Regions from separate parts of the Mus musculus genome. Here region 1 is linked to region 2. Evidence: chromatin contacts called from public Hi-C data. All regions are on one chromosome and are shown on one strand. The core of a region is the stretch at or near the end of the contact, and the rest is flanking DNA. Distances in the headings are between cores, read along the strand shown. Region 1 overlaps Gckr (glucokinase regulatory protein). Region 2 holds the start of Eif2b4 (eukaryotic translation initiation factor 2B, subunit 4 delta).

What was found. Hi-C and Micro-C count contacts between places; a contact is called where the count stands out from the background.
Region 1: a contact with region 2 is called in a Hi-C map of double positive thymocytes, with 2.8 times the contacts expected there. The contact joins the enhancer-like site here to the promoter of Eif2b4 in region 2. A contact is called at or near these places in 6 of 39 promoter capture datasets (Sertoli cells, cancer-associated fibroblasts, embryonic stem cells and 3 more), 5 of 15 datasets of contacts at CTCF or cohesin (CD8 T cells, the G1E-ER4 cell line, embryonic stem cells and 2 more), 49 of 484 Hi-C or Micro-C datasets (B cells, CD4 T cells, CD4 single positive thymocytes and 29 more), 30 of 115 datasets of contacts at active chromatin or transcription factors (the 230-238 cell line, DN3 thymocytes, the HPC-7 cell line and 19 more) and 5 of 9 other capture datasets (adipose tissue, embryonic stem cells, liver and 2 more).

What each region holds. Positions count from the first base shown.
Region 1 is chr5:31,323,307-31,326,981 of GRCm38.p6, forward strand. Gckr (glucokinase regulatory protein) reads left to right here. Exons shown (of 19, transcript NM_001374741.1): 17 at 1,266-1,415; 18 at 3,051-3,185; 19 at 3,621-3,675. Among named protein-coding and RNA genes, the nearest start is that of Gckr, 28 kb to the left of the region's middle. Within about 2 kb of position 1,510, at least 7 of the 459 cell types and tissues checked have an H3K27ac peak or open chromatin away from gene starts, as enhancers often do. A contact at or near this core is called in double positive thymocytes, where this site is marked.
Region 2 is chr5:31,190,704-31,194,436 of GRCm38.p6, forward strand. It overlaps Eif2b4 (eukaryotic translation initiation factor 2B, subunit 4 delta), which reads right to left and starts at 2,436. Exons shown (of 13, transcript NM_010122.2): 1 at 2,290-2,436; 2 at 1,879-1,922; 3 at 1,450-1,585; 4 at 838-1,044; 5 at 662-744; 6 at 446-537; 7 at 134-248. The coding sequence starts at 2,320. It overlaps Snx17 (sorting nexin 17), which reads left to right and starts at 2,601. Exons shown (of 15, transcript NM_153680.2): 1 at 2,601-2,762; 2 at 3,166-3,240. The coding sequence starts at 2,700.

The sequences.
Region 1 (3,675 bases), core at 260-2,759, 130 kb after region 2:
AGCCTCTGTCTCAAAAAAAAACCCCAAACTCAAAAACCAAACAGAAAACAAAAAAGCCAACAACGAAAGGCCGGGGAGGTAAAATGGCTGAGTGAGTAAAGGTGCTTGCTACCAAATCTTATGATGATCTGAGTTCAATCCTTAGGACCTAAGTGGTAGAAGGAGAGACTGAACTCCCATTGGTTGTCCTCTTATGTCCACGGCCATTCTGTGTCACACGGGCACACACACACACACACACACACACACACACATAAACACAATATAAAGACAATCATTTAAAGATGAACAAAAACGTTTCTAGCATATACTCTTCCAAGGGTTTTTATGACAATTTCATACTGTCAGAAGGACTGAGACTCTGGAATAGAATTAGGCACCACTTCTGCCTTCAGAGTGACTAGTAGATAAGTGCCCAGTAATTTCCTCCTCCCACATCATAGGATCTATGGATCCCCCAAGAGTCAAATAAAAATCTGGGGGCTGGAGTGATGCCCTAGCAGTTATGAGCACTTCTTGCTCTTCCAGAAGACCCAGGTTTAACTGGAAGCGTCCACATGGCAGATAAGAACTGTCAGTAACCCCAACTCCAAATAATCTGATGCCCTCTTCTGGCTTCCAAGTTCACAACATGCGTGCGGTACGAAGACACATACATGCATCCACGTTAAAACACAATAGCTTGTTTTTAAAAATAAAGTAGAATGTTAAACCTGAAAATGTCTACGAGAAAGACCAAGGCCATGACTGTCTAAGTAAAGCAATAGTTATTAAATACCAGCCAGGAGGGTGGACTCTAGCTCTGTCCATACCCTGGGCTGCCAGAGGTGTCCTTGAGTTACATTAATCGGGTGCTTATAAAGGCCAAACTCATGTGGCTCTGTACATCCTGCCTTCTTCCAATCAGGGGCAAGCACACGTTCTGATGTACTTCCTGCCTACACACCTGCCACCTACCCGTGATCAAGCACATGCTAGGCAGTTGTGGCAAGCAGTCTTGTTTACTGAAGTGAAAACAGGTGTCTTGTTATAAAAACAGCTCTAGCATTTCAGAAGTAATCTGACCTTGGGCAACTGGGGCTTCTGGGTTAAGTTTAGCTCTCACAAGAATAGAACAAAAAGTCAAAAAGATTGTTAAAGCCTGGTCACATCAAACAAAGAATGATCTGCATTTTGGTGTCTGATTTATTACCACAGGCGACTCTCTCATCCCGAGGCTTTTCCCAGCCTCTAACTTCCCATGTTCCTGTGTGTTTGCATTTTAGAAGTTCCAGCGTGAGTTAAGCACCAAGTGGGTGTTGAATACAGTGAGTACTGGGGCCCATGTGCTGCTGGGGAAGATCCTACAGAACCACATGCTGGACCTCCGCATCGCCAACTCCAAACTCTTCTGGAGGGCACTGGCCATGTTGCAGGTCAGAGCGTGATGGGAGGCCCCAAACCTAGATGGCCACAGAAAGTATTTTTGCAAACTCAGGGAGGGTTTAGGCCCAGGGCTATTTTCTCACATCTTTCTCAGGCATAACCTCTGGTCTGCATGCATTCACACACAGGTACACTGAGGGGTCCCTGCAGGGGTCATATAGGGAAGCAAACAGTGGGAATAGATGAGAATGCAAACCCAGTGTAGGTTGACAGTATCAAACTGGATCAGACTTCAGGGAGTCTAACTAAAGCCAAGTGGTTCACTGTGGGCACATTTAAAACACAGTACAGTTTTGGAAAAGGTTTCCAGGCAACAATCAATCCAATCAGTCCAATTCCAGGCCCACAACAAAACTTAAGGTGTGACTACATAGAAACTCTTCTACAAAGTGCTTGTGACCATGAGGCTGGGTTCTATAGCTAAAGGGCCTAGAATCTAGTGTGGTCTCTGAGCATAGAGATCAGTAGGCCATTACCTACATGTGACATCTTCCCTAAGGATGGTAATAGCCTAGGGAGGGAGGAGTCTAGGATAAACATTCTGGGGAATTTGGGTGAGGTCTGTCTCTATATCAAATGGTGAGGGAGGTCAACCTCCACAGACAGCAAATGGTCACCAGGTTGTTAAAAAAATCCACTATCTACTTTCTGGATGGAATGCAGGTATTTGATCTTTATCTCCTTCATTGAGGAGATAAAGATGCATGATTAACAATCCTGGTTTCCTGAGTGCCTTTGGGTGAGTACAAGGACCTCTGTGCCCCTGACCCATACATGAGTGTGAAACTATAACCTCCAGGTGATTTCTTTAAGTTTCAAGGATGCAACAGAAATCCAACTCTTAACAGGGTGGTGGTGGTGCACACCTTTAATCCCAACTCCATAGGCAGAGACAGGCAGATCTCTGAGCTCCAGGACAGCCAGAACTACACAGAGAAAATCTGTCTCAAAACAAAGAAAAAAAATAAAGACAAATAAAGCAAAAAAGAAACCCAACTTGTATCTCTCTAAGTTAAAGTTAGCTAGTCTAACATTCTGGCAATTAGCATCCTCAGTGGGAAGGAGTCTCTCTGTCCCTGGTGACTTAAGGAGTGCCTGGCAGAGGGCTCCTATTGGCTTGTCTTGGGTCAGGTGCACAACCTTGACCCAATCACCATCCTCCATGGGAAAGGGTGCTCTGTCCACCTGCTTTGAGTGTTGTCAAATTGGCTTTGGGATGGGATGTGAGCTGGGCTTGATTATATCTTATGGCCCCCAGAATGGAGACTAACAGTTATCCAGAGGAAAAGAAAGGGGCTAATGCCAGAGAGGGGTGAGAATGCTGCTGGCCAGAGAGCATGGTGGATGGCCTTGAAGGTTGCTATTCCTTGATCATTGACCTGTGGGGTTGTTGGGACTCAGTTGTAAATCTCACCAATTTCCCATTCATTATGGGCAGGTGATGGTTTACCTCCAACTCCTTAAAACCCAGTTTTTCTTTATAACTCGTGATTTTGATACTGCCAGAAGGAACAGCGTCTTCAGCCAGTGTTCAGGATTGCAGCCCCCACTCTCTCACGCCTCGTCCTTTCCTGTGACACGATGTTCAGTTCTCCTAGGCATCTACCTCATTGCTTCTTCCTCAGAGGTTCTCAGGACAGTCCAAGGCTCGCTGCATTGAGAGTCTTCTTCAAGTGATACATTTCCCTCAACCGCTGTCGAATGATGTCCGCGCGGCCCCCATCTCCTGCCATGTCCAGGTTGCCCACGAGAAGGAAAAGGTACCCTTCCCCGGCTGGCTGTTCAATAAACTCTTTCTGAGAATCTTAAGCAACTTCGGACACCGAGTTTACAAAGCTCAGAGATACCCTGTTACTTGGAGCTCCCATTTGGAGGCTTGTATGGATGGAGTAGGGGTGGGGTGAGGAGGTACGACTGTGACAGAAGCTACAGAAGCAAAAAAGATACCAACAAGGGGTCTTCTGTTGTGCTTCTGAGCGGTATCAAGAAAGAGCAAGAGAAGGGCTCTTCGCACAAGAGTTTTCCAACTTCGGTGGAGGTTTTTCTCAGCTCTTGACCCCACCTCTTTCTAGTCTGGGTAACAACCATCTATACTTGCTTCCAACCTAACCCCTGTGCCCAATTCTCTAGCCACTCCAGGGTTCTTCCTCAAATGGCCACATCTTTTCTTCAGCTCTCCCTGTTCCTTCCCACAGGTGATCCCCACAGCCTTGCTGAGTCTCCTACTCAGGTGCTCCATCACTGAGGCTA
Region 2 (3,733 bases), core at 1,186-3,685:
CAGGGGTAAGCTTCACTAGGGAAGTAAGTGTTCAGATTGTGAGAGTCATTGCTTCTTTGTCCCAGAGAGGACCATCATGCTGGGGCAGTCTTAGGGAATGGGGCAGGGTCATGGAGAATAGAACTGGACGTACCTGCTGCAGGGCGTGAAGCAGTGCGATGCACCGGGCATTGGAGCCACTGATGAGGCCCTGGGAGTACTGCAGACCGAGTCTCACCATGGCTGGGTGGATCACAGAGGATGGGATGCTGATGGGATGGCGGTGTCACATACTTTTTAAGGGAACTTGAGTACCTCTTGGCCCCTGCCCCTCATGAGAAGGGGCTTCCCCATTTCCTGTAGTTTTGCCTTGAGTTTGCACCCCACCCACCCACACATCCCATCTCACAGTTCCAGTCACTTTTAACACTGAGTTCCTCAATCTCCTCCGACTTAAAGGTCCTACCTCATGTACTGGGTCAAGGAGCTTTGTCTGCTGTACTGAGGCAGGTGGGAGAAGAGACTGACTTTGGATCCGTAATCCTTTCGTGTAGGAACCTCCATGAAACAAAGAGACATCATCAAACGGGACTGGGTGGGCTATTTGATCCCAATACTCCGTGCTTTTCCAGATCTTTTCTTTGCCCAGGGCAATTCTCCAGGTACCAAACCCACTTCCTACCTGTTGTCGATCTGGCTTTCTAAGGAGCCTCCTCAGAAGTGTGGGGTCATCAGCTGGGGTGTGCTCGGGGACACGCTTCACTCCTAAAAGTTAGGGAGATGCTTTCAAGACTCTATACATCTCGAAACGGGAGCGTTTGGGTAAGTGGAGTGTGAGAATGAAGAGGAGAGAGATACCTGAGGTGGTTTCTCCAGCAGTGCTGGGGCAGGCCTGAGGAGGGACGCCTCCTTGTTCCCCTTTTCTTGCCTGTTTCAGGGCCCGCTCTGCCTCCTGCTTGGCTCTCCTTTCGGCGCGAAGTTCTGCCTTACTCCGGCCAGCTGGAAGTTTCTCCCCAGCAGTACCTCCCAGCTGACTACCAGGTCCTGGGAGTTCTCTGATTGGGTCTATGAAATACAGAGGGAAGAGGTGCCTGGGCTCTAGGACGGTGATCTCTTTGCCCCAACCAAAGTTTCCCTTTTATCTATTTTTTTTCCCTTTCTTGACTGAGGCTGGAATTCATCAGAGATCCACCTGTCTTTGCTTTGGCCTTAGTTTCCCTTTTACCTTATCTAAGTTTTTTTTTTTTTCCTTTTTTGACTGAGGCTGGAATTCATCAGAGATCCACCTGCCTTTGCTTTGGCCTTAGTGCTGGGGTTAAAGGTGTGCTGTAAGCCACCACCAGCCAGCACCATCAGGCTCTGCCTTCCAAGTAACCGCTTTTGTACTTGCTCAAACCAACTTTGTTCTATCTCCCTTTGCAAATCCCTCATCCAGCATCCTACCCCCGGCCGTTTAAAGCGTCCCCGCACCTTGCCGTTGAGCTGCAGACACAGCAGAGCCAATTTCTTGGTCTGCCCCCTTTTCCTCCTTCCGTTTCTTCTTCTGCTGTTTCTTTTCTTTTCGAAGCTGAAGCTTCTCTTCTTGGGTCAACTCCCGCCCTGCTGCCTGAGACACAGACACGGGAACTGCTCTACCCCAGGCCATTCCAAAGGTTTATCAAGATGCTTACTAGATTCCCCCAAGGTTAAGTTCCTAACACTCTCTGACTTCTGTTACAAGTCTACGTAAGTAAGGAGAGAAACTTCTTCAGTCATAGTCACACACCGTTAAGCTCTGTAAAATCTCCCAGTTCTACTAAGAGATGAACTGAAAAGGATGGGAGATGGGGCCAAATGAAGGTGACACAGCTTTCTGTGTAGCTCTTGACAGGCGACTTAGGAGGTCTCTCCCTCACTTACCCCGGGCCGAGGAGAAAGTTCAGTCTTCATCTCGGATCTCGATTCTGCATCAGAAAACAGGGCACAGAGTGAGCCAGACAGGCTCCGGGAGGACTTGGGGAGACTCGTCGGCGCAGCTGGCTGCTGGGTTGGCATGACCACAGCTCGGCTGCCGGGCGCGAGGCGCTCTGGGATCCGCGTGGGGACGCACTGCGCGGCAGGATCAAAGGACAGGCGTGGGAGGAAAAGGGTCAGTCACCCTTCTGGGAACAGCCGGCAAGCAGCACCCTGCTGCGCCCTAGATCTTGTAAACCAGAGTCCCGCGACGTGCAGAAACCCGGCGGCAAGGCCCAAAGGCGCTCCGGACCCCGCATCAGCGATCCAGTGTTCATCTGCTCTTCTACCACTTGGTGCATCTAGCCCTTCACTCACCTTCGCGAACAGCCACCGCCACCGCAGCCATGACTGTGGGTCCTAGGCTCCTCCCGCCGAGGTCACTCACACTACAGCGCCACCTGGGCTGCTGGCTCCCCTGATGCCTCCCGCGGAGTCAGTCCCCAGCGGACTACAACTTCCGGCGTGCACTGGGTCCCGCCCAGGACTACGGGTCGCGGTGAGGACCAAAGGATGTTGGGTTCCCAATTAGGAGCGTCTCCGGCGCTCGACTACAGCTCCCAGCATGCCGAGGTTGCTGCTCGCAGAGCCGTCATCCTACAGCCTTCCCACCTCGGAGTTCAGGCCCACCAAAATGGCGAGCTGGGCTGCGGAGACGCGCTGAGTGGCAGAGGCAAGCGAGCAGAGGCGCTGCGAACCTGGTAGTACGGAGCTCTGCCTTAGGGAACATGCACTTTTCCATTCCTGAAACGGAGTCCCGCAGTGGGGACAGCGGCGGCTCCGCCTACGTGGTGAGGAGGTGCTAGAAGCTGGGCCAGGGCGGGGATAACGGGCCGGAGCTCTCGGAGCGGCCTCCAGCCTTCGAACCTCACTGGAAGCCATCTCATGTCTCAGTTTCGTACTTAAGCCACCCCAAGCTCCAATAGGTTCTTCTTTCCCCGGCCAGGCCGCGACTGCTCTGGCGGTGGGCACTATTGTCATCTCCGGGAGGGATACTGCCGCACAAGCGCCCGAGTGTCCTCGGGACTGGGCCTTCTGCTTGAAACCCGGCCCTGGGGGAAAAACAGGCTAAATCCCGGGAAGTCTCGGAGCGTTGCGCAGACGGATATGTCAGGCAACTTCCGGACAGGTTTCTGGGGCAAGAGGTGGTTTGCACGTCGATCCTGAGATGTTTGCCTGCTTTTGTGTCCTCAGGCCTATAACATTCACGTGAATGGAGTCCTGCACTGTCGGGTGCGCTACAGCCAGCTTCTGGGGCTGCACGAGCAGGTGGGACTAACAACCCTGTCTAGATGCAGCTTCAAGCCCTTCCATACCCACGGACATTAATCCCCTTTCATTACATCACCCTATAATCACTGCTACAGTGGAAGGTGGACTTTGTTAGCGTGACATTTCCGGAAACTCTCTGAGCGGCTTGTCTCTCACAGTTCCTGTACTTCCCTATACTCACACATCCTTCCTTCTCTGAGCTGTCTCCTTTTTCATCCTTTGCCCCTGCATGGAAAAACTGAACCCTGTTAGTCAAAGCACATTCCTTCTGGCACCTAAACTATAACTTGGGAATTCATTCCCCGGATTAATACAAACCATTCGCTGCTTTCCTTGTGTGTTCTTGGTCCCATCAGTGTATAAGATGTCCAAATGTTTCCCCCCTCACCAGATAGTGAGCTCTGTATAGATAGTGAATCTCTAGAGAGCCCTGTTTCTACTAGATGTCAGTCCTGAGCAAGTTAATTTCTTCCCGCCTCAGTTTCTCCAG